2 separate regions of the Mus musculus genome follow, and region 2 is linked to region 1. A link is a contact called in public promoter capture Hi-C data. All regions are on one chromosome and are shown on one strand. The core of a region is the stretch at or near the end of the contact, and the rest is flanking DNA. Distances in the headings are between cores, read along the strand shown. Region 1 has its middle 45 kb from the start of Secisbp2. Region 2 has its middle 8.6 kb from the start of Gm2848.

Region 1 (3,855 bases), core at 1,021-3,520:
TATAATTGAAAAATGCCACTGAGACAGAATTGAGTGGGCACGATGAAGCACACCTGTAGTCCCGGTACTCAGCAGGCAGAGACAGAGGGTTAACCACCATAAGTTCAAGGCCAACCTGAGCTATAGAGTAAGTCTCATAACTCCAGGCTAGCCAGAGATCCATGCTAAGGTTCTGTCTCTAAAATAAATTAACTTAAAAAATTAAAAAGTAAACAAACATACATAAGACAGGAACATGCCAGTCTCGTGTTCCGGAAGCACCTGTGCCTACCCACCTGGCTGCAGACTAGTGGACAAGCCCTGCGGACTTAAATTTGCTTTCTACTCAAGTGTTTTCAATTCTAGCCGCCGACAACTCCATGTATTTAGGTGTATATGAACGCATCCACATGCACGCACACACATCTGTATACAGATGTCCATCAACTGGGGAGCACAACTGGAGTCATCCCTTAGTATCTGCAGGGGATCCCTGAGGACATCAAATGACATGTTTGCAGAAAACCTACATGTACCTCCTCCTGGAGACTTGGAATCATTTCTACATTTCTTACAGTACTTAATACTATGCCGACACTACTTAAACAGCTGTGAAACAGTTTAAGGAACAATGACACAACAGAGCCTGTGTAGATCCAGGACAGGAGCAGCTTTGTGGATTTGGATTCAGAGCTGGTAGGATCTTGGGTGTTACCTGTAGATCTTAGGGCCAAGCATTTCCTTTGCAACTCAGTGCCTTTCATGGAACCATATTGTTTTAGCCATTCCTCTGCAGTTGGGTATCAATCTACAATCCAACTGGAACAACTAACTCTTGAGGTATTACAACCAAGGAATGAACATGAAACACTAACTCCGGGCTTTTGTTGTTTGTTTGTAGATCAAGTTTGTGGTGGGGGGTGAAAACATGTAGGTCACATTGGCCACAAACCCCACACCACAGCACCTGTAAACTTAAATGTGGCATCACTGTAAAACATGAGAGAGGTGAAGAGGTACTTACTCTCTGTTGGTTCTTTAACTATCCAATTCCTTCTGAGTGCAGAAATCAAAGAGAGGGAGAAGGAGCATTAAAAGCAGTGGACGGTGCCACCCCCTCAGTACTGTGCCATCTGGCACTGGGTGGCGGACCCAGAACTGGACCTATGCATCACAGTTGCCCAGGCACGTCCCATCCACAGGTTTCCCAGAGTTCTTTCACCCATGTCCTAGCTAGGGGTTCACTGAAGCTAACAGTTGTTTCTGTCTTGTGCCACCTGCCTCAAATACCTTCATGTGATGGTAGATATTGTCAGCTCAAGACACTCTAAAATCACCTAGGAGATGTGCCTCTAGGCATGCCTGTGAGGTTGGCCATGGTGGCTGGCACACACCGTTAATCCTAGCATTCAGGAAGCAGAGTCAGGAGGATTTCTGGGAACTGGAAGACGTGGTAGTCTAGAAAATTCCAGGCCAGCCAAGGCTACACAGTGATGCCCCCAGAGGAGGGGATGTTGAAACACAAACTGAGCAACACTGCTTCCTGACTATAGGTGCATGCCCCTGCTGCATTCCTCATAGACTCAGACTGTGAACCATAATTAAAACCTCCCCTTGACTCGCTTTTGTCAGGTATTTAGTCATGCACACGGGCTGGGCTCTTCCTGACATCAAGTTAGTGACTACTAAGCCTCCTGGGAAGGATTCTGACCCACCTATCCCCATGGGCTGCACAGTCCCCACAAGTCTGCACTCTGGCCACAAGGGCTCTTTCAAAGCTTCCCTCAACTTCTAGAAACTTCTCTCATACCGTAGCCTCAGATTTCATGAGTTCCCCCATCAGTCACATGCCATTAGTCCAGACAGCTGCTAGTTCAGATGGCATCTTATTTGGCCCTGGCCAGCCTGGAATTTAGACCAAGTACAAGCATGTCTGTTACCTGTGAGGGGAGGCTAAGCTTGAGGCCCTTTCTCTGTCTCTGCCCCCAGGCACCTCATCATGCAGGTAATCGGGACTGCACCTGGAAGTCTTGAGAGATGACGATGTAGCCATCAGTGGCTTCTTAGGACTGTGAACTGAAACAGGCCCTGGGAATGAGGGAGCTGGGCTCTGGACTCTGGGGGGACTAAAGATACTGCTCAAGGATGAGGCTGATGCTCTCAAGACATCATTGTCTGCATTTATGATGGATTCCTAAATTGGAGCAGCAGGAACCCTAGGCACACCCCACCCAGTTCTGCATCTCACTATAAGGGTCATGTGATCTTTAACACACCCACCCCCTGAAGAACCAGAATGAGGAAGTGCCCCAATGGTTGAGGACACTCTTAAAGGTCATGGATATGGGAAACCACTTTCTGGTGTGCCCCTGCCCTCCTTGAGAAAGGGAGGTACCAGGGACTCCCTTTTCCCAGCCCCACCCACCTGGCCACCACAGAGGCCCCCATTAGGAGAAAGGAGCCCCAAAAGTTTCTTTGAGCCCAGATCCTGAAGCTGCCCAGAACCCAGGAGGCCCGGAAAGGAAGCAGCTTTCATTGTCCCCACTACCCCAATTCCTCAGCTCTCTTAGGGCCCCCCGAATCCATACCCCAAACAGGGACTAAATGAGGGGACCCAAAAATGTACAGGTGCTTGCTTAGGAACCCCGCTTGGTAAAAGCAATTTGCTTATGCTGTTCGTAAAGCACCTGAGGTAAGTGTCTTAAGTTTGTAGGGTTTGTGCGCACATGGCATTGGGTGGTACTTTTACGGTGTGGGCAATTTGTAGTGTGGGTGACTTGTGATGTAGGTATTTGGTATAGGTGAGATGTGGTGGTGGTGTGGCTGTGTGCTACACATGGGGTTTGTGTGATGTGTGCAGTGTTTATGGACTGAGTACGTAGTGTGTACATGTATGTGTAGCATGATATATGGTATGGAGTGTGTATGTGGTATGTGTGATGTTATATATGTGGTACACAAAGGAAGCATGTATGGTGTGATATGTGGTGCATGGTGTGTGGCATGTAAGATGTGGTACGTGTGGCATGTGGTACTGGGGGTTATGTGAAATGTGGGATAAATGTGTTGTGTGTGCAGTGGGTAATTATATGTGTGGTGTTGGGGGCTATGTGTGGAGAGTATGTGGTGGGAGTTATGTGTGGTGCCTGGTATATGTGGTATGTGTGGTGTGGTGTAGTGTATGTCACAGTGTGGTGTGTGTTGGCATGGCATGTGCTGTACATATGCCAACCTTTGGCAGCTGGCAGCAGGACAGAATAAACATGCACCTCCCAGTGATATCAGCACACGGGGAAGCAACTGCAGTGTAAGGTCAGACAGTGCAGCGGCTCCAGCCCTCCACCCACCTGGCTGGGTATGGCCGGACCTCAGTGCTGGGCTGCAGACCCGGGCACAAAGACTGGAGGAAAAGTCAGTGCCGGATCCTGCTGCCTTTCCTGGAACTAAACGGGAGTTCCTGCAAGCTCTAGGCTGTAGGCAGCCTGACCTTCCCCACAGCCATGCTTGGGGCAGCTTTCATGTCTTCCCTGGTCATCTCACTTGGGTATGCAGAACAGGGCGTCTGAATTGCCTCATACACTGGGAAAACACTCATCCAATCCAGAGGACATGGAGGTCCTGGGTGGAAGCAGGAGTGGGCAGAATAGTCCTGAGTACAAGCCTTGCTGTCTATCTGACCTCTAATCAACCCTCTAGAGGGGTGAGGCTCCCCCAAGATAGCTCAGAGTCACCAGCAGAGCCAGAGCGGACACCAGGACACATGCCAAGGGACTGAAGAGTCCCTGTTCACCCTCTCTTTAAGTCTTGTGTTCTAAAAACAGCGCACTAGGCCTTTAATCAGCTAGCCCCAAGCCACTCACATAAATCATACAAACA
Region 2 (3,683 bases), core at 1,019-3,518, 870 kb after region 1:
ATGAGATACATAGATAGATAGATAGATAGATAGATAGATAGATAGATAGATAGAGATAATGTGCCTTCGAAGGATCTTTGTTTTCTAGGTAGTCACTATAGAGCTACTACACAGAGCAGAAAGAGGCTTCTCCAACCTATATTAAGAAAAGGCATTGATCTAGCGACATAAATAAATATTTAGGAGGCGTTTGACAATATGGGACCTATGTTTTTATCTTATTTGCCCTCATTGGTTGTGTACACACCTGCACAATGCTCTTCCTTTATGCACAGAGCTGTGCGAATGCACCTCCTGGACCTCCTTATGATCTCATTGATGGAAGAGATTCTTGCTTCATCTTTTAAACCTGGATAGAGATGACCTCCATCGACCATCATCACTTCAGAGGGCCCAAAATAATACTGATAGCTATGGTTAAATGTTAAGGCTCTCTTTCTCCATGCCCACGGTCACATCATTTAGGTCTAAGTGTGACAGAGCAAGAAGACCTTGTGTTCTTCCCAAGGACACTTCAGACTTAACTAAAATCTGATCTTGATTGAGAATCCCATGGGAAATGACCCAACCCAGTTCTATTCTAGGAACCTAGAGTCAGGATACCTCTTAGGTTCTGTTAGACTGTTTGCTTGGACAAACCGCCCCCTGAAGCTGCTGAGTGAGATATCAGGGTATAGTTTTGCCTTTTAAAAGCCCCTTGGTCTAAATATTCAGGGCTACAGGTGGGTCCCTGAAAAATTGAGTGTAGTCCCGGCTCGCTGGAATAGACTTTGAGTTGGCTATAAACAGAGTGGTCATCTCTGGTACATACTCTGTAACATAAGCATGCCACATTCTTATTTTAATACATCCCGTCTTCAACTCACTGACTTGTTCTGAAATTTTTCTCTGCAGCAAAAGTCAGGTCCCAACTGCATCTAAGTAGCAGTCTCTCAGAAGAGTTCCTGGCGATGTTGGTTATATTACAGGGAGATAGGCAACACACGGCAAGATAAAGGCCCATGGGAGCCAATATTAATCTGGCTCATGACCTGTAATAATCGAGCCATTGAAGTTCCAATCAGTCAACCTTGTAAAATGTCTAGCACAAGCATGGCCTTTTAAGAACTCCAGCTGATGGCGCCCACATTTACTTCATGACTCAGAGAGGGCGAGACAGCATCCCTCACAGAACTTGACAAAGGGCTGGTGGGTGAGGCTATAGAGGATAAGCAAGGTGCACAGCCAGCCAGGGTTGTCCTGTGATGCAGATGAAATCATATGAGGTTTGATGCCCAGTTCTGTGGGGTCAGATGTCAGCGCCTGCTACAACTGCATAAACTAGCTCTGGTCTGCATCCGCTGCTTACAAAGTCAGATTGGTCCAAAATCCTTTGTACAGAAGGACAGCCAACTCTTCAGAGTTAATCCTGCATCTCTAAATAACCAGCTAACAGCCAGCACAGGTGTGTCGGGAAAGGCATTTGGAGGGGCACTGTCTGAAACTCCTCCTGGGTGAAGCACACCCCCCACTCCAGGTGACTGATGGAGCTAAACCGGCCCTCACAAGATTTGCTCCTGTGACTGGTTGGGGAGAGAGCCACACCTGGAGCCCTGGAGCCCTGGAGCCCTGGAGCCCTGGAGCCCTGGAGCCCTGGAGCCCTGGAGCCCTGGAGCCCTGGAGCCCTGGAGCCCTGGAGCCCTGGAGCCCTGGAGCCCTGGAGCCCTGGAGCCCTGGAGCCCTGGAGCCCTGGAGCCCTGACTCCTAAAACCATTGTCTGGGCTGGGCTTCCCTTGAGGACATTCCTCTGCCAATCAAATCAGGTGCTAAAGACAGCTGGTATGAGCAGTTTTCATAGTCACGTGGGTGATGTACTTAAAAGTTCGGTTTTTTGTTTTGTTTTGTTTTAAGATCTTGAGAATCTCGTGTAGCCCAGACTGGCCTTGAACTCACCACGTAGCCAAGCATGACTTCAAGCTTCTGATCCATCTGCCTCCGCCTTCTGAGTGCTGAGGTTGCACAAATCATTTATGTGGTGCTGGGGATCGAACCCAGGACTCCAGGAGTTCTAGGCAGACACTCCACCAACTGTGAATCACTTTTGTTTTTTGTTTTTCATAAAATGTTTAAAGTATTGGCTGCTTAGAAGCCTTTGATAATAACTTGCTCACCAGAATGGAGAAGGTCTGCAGTGACTGTGGACACCAGACATCGCTGTGTATGGATGTGGCTTCAGGAAACCAGGTAAAGAAATGTTCGTTCAGTGACCTGAGCATAGAGGTCACATTCAAGCTAAAGAAGGAACTAACCCCAGACCAGCCAAAAATCCCTGCTTGTTCATTATGATAATCTGGCATTCACATCTGAATCCTAGCAACTATGGCTAGACATTTTTTCAAGGTTTTTGAAAACAACCTGTGACATGCACACGTTCTCCAAATGGGCAATTTCGGAGGCAGCAGCCCATACCGAATGCCTGGCAGAGGATGTCACCATGGTGTCATTTAGTCTCACAGTCAGTTCCCCAAAAGCAGAAGAACTTCCATTATGGGCGCATTAATAACTGCTATAAATAGAGCCCGGGAAGAATACAAAGCGGTTATCGTGTCTCGTCATGCGTGAAATGTAAGGACTCTGTTAAAGAGGACAAGGTCTCACTGGTGCCTTCATGTCTGAGCTGGCTCTCCTGGAATGGGATTGCATCCTTGCTGTGTGTTCTTAGCCTCCTTTTGGACAGGGAGCCCTTGTCCAGATGAGACTGGTTTTGCTAAAAGCTGGCAGCTGTTACCAGTTGCTCACTTAGAAGGAAGATGTCTGTCTGGCTGACAGTATAGTGCCCTCTGCTGGATTTCAAGTCAGGTCGGGCAAGGAAAACCTCTAGGAAACTTTCCCTTTCCCTCTCTTTATGTGTGTGTGTGTGTGTGCGCGCGCGCGCGCGTATGTGTGAGTGTGCGTGCATATTTGTACATGTGTATATGTATATGTGTGTATATGTGTATATATGTATGTGTGTACATACACACACACATACACAAACACTGTGCAGGTGCATGTGTGTACATGTGTGCACATGTTTGTGGGAGTCAGAGTACAACCTCCAATGTCATTCCTCAAATGCCTTCCACCTTTTTTTTGAAGGACGGTTGCTCTGTGGCCTGGAACTTTGCCAAGCAGTCTTGGTACTCCTGGAGTTCACCCATCTCCACCTCCACCTCCCTGGCTCTGGAATTACAATCGTGTGTGGCCATACATGGCTTTTGCCCAAGGATTGAAGTCAGGTACACACGCATGTGCAGCAAGCACTCTACACTGAGTGGTCTACTCAACCTAGGTCACTCATTTTTGATAAAGCTCGTGAGACCTATGAGGAGGTCTCCATGGGAGTCAAGTAGGACTGTTACGGTTGGAAAATATCTCACTCTCCACAGCCATAGCTGGGATATTTGAAGGTCAACTGAAGACAAAGATACAGTAGGAGCCCAGCAAGGTGCACAGAGCTCATTCTGAGGCCCTGGTGCCTGCAGTCCCAGTTGCACCTCTTCGCAGTAATGGAGACTCGGAACTTGAAAAAGAGAATGATGTAAGTGGTTGACACACTGTGTTAAGCCTCACCATTTCAACAAAGCTGCTCACCACCTGTACTCCAACTTCCTTTTGAAAGCCGCAAAACTTGAAAGCGTGCAGACCATGGGTATGGGACCCAA

What was found. Promoter capture Hi-C pulls out the DNA fragments that hold promoters and counts their contacts.
Region 2: a contact with region 1 is called in a promoter capture Hi-C map of the HPC-7 cell line. The contact joins two enhancer-like sites. A contact is called at or near these places in 2 of 39 promoter capture datasets (the HPC-7 cell line and maxillary cranial neural crest) and 1 of 115 datasets of contacts at active chromatin or transcription factors (acute myeloid leukemia).

What each region holds. Positions count from the first base shown.
Region 1 is chr13:51,694,416-51,698,270 of GRCm38.p6, forward strand. It overlaps a transcript of Sema4d not described here. Among named protein-coding and RNA genes, the nearest start is that of Secisbp2, 45 kb to the left of the region's middle. Within about 2 kb of position 2,271, at least 17 of the 459 cell types and tissues checked have an H3K27ac peak or open chromatin away from gene starts, as enhancers often do. A contact at or near this core is called in the HPC-7 cell line, where this site is marked.
Region 2 is chr13:52,562,778-52,566,460 of GRCm38.p6, forward strand. No RefSeq gene overlaps it. Among named protein-coding and RNA genes, the nearest start is that of Gm2848, 8.6 kb to the right of the region's middle. Within about 2 kb of position 2,269, at least 56 of the 459 cell types and tissues checked have an H3K27ac peak or open chromatin away from gene starts, as enhancers often do. A contact at or near this core is called in the HPC-7 cell line, where this site is marked.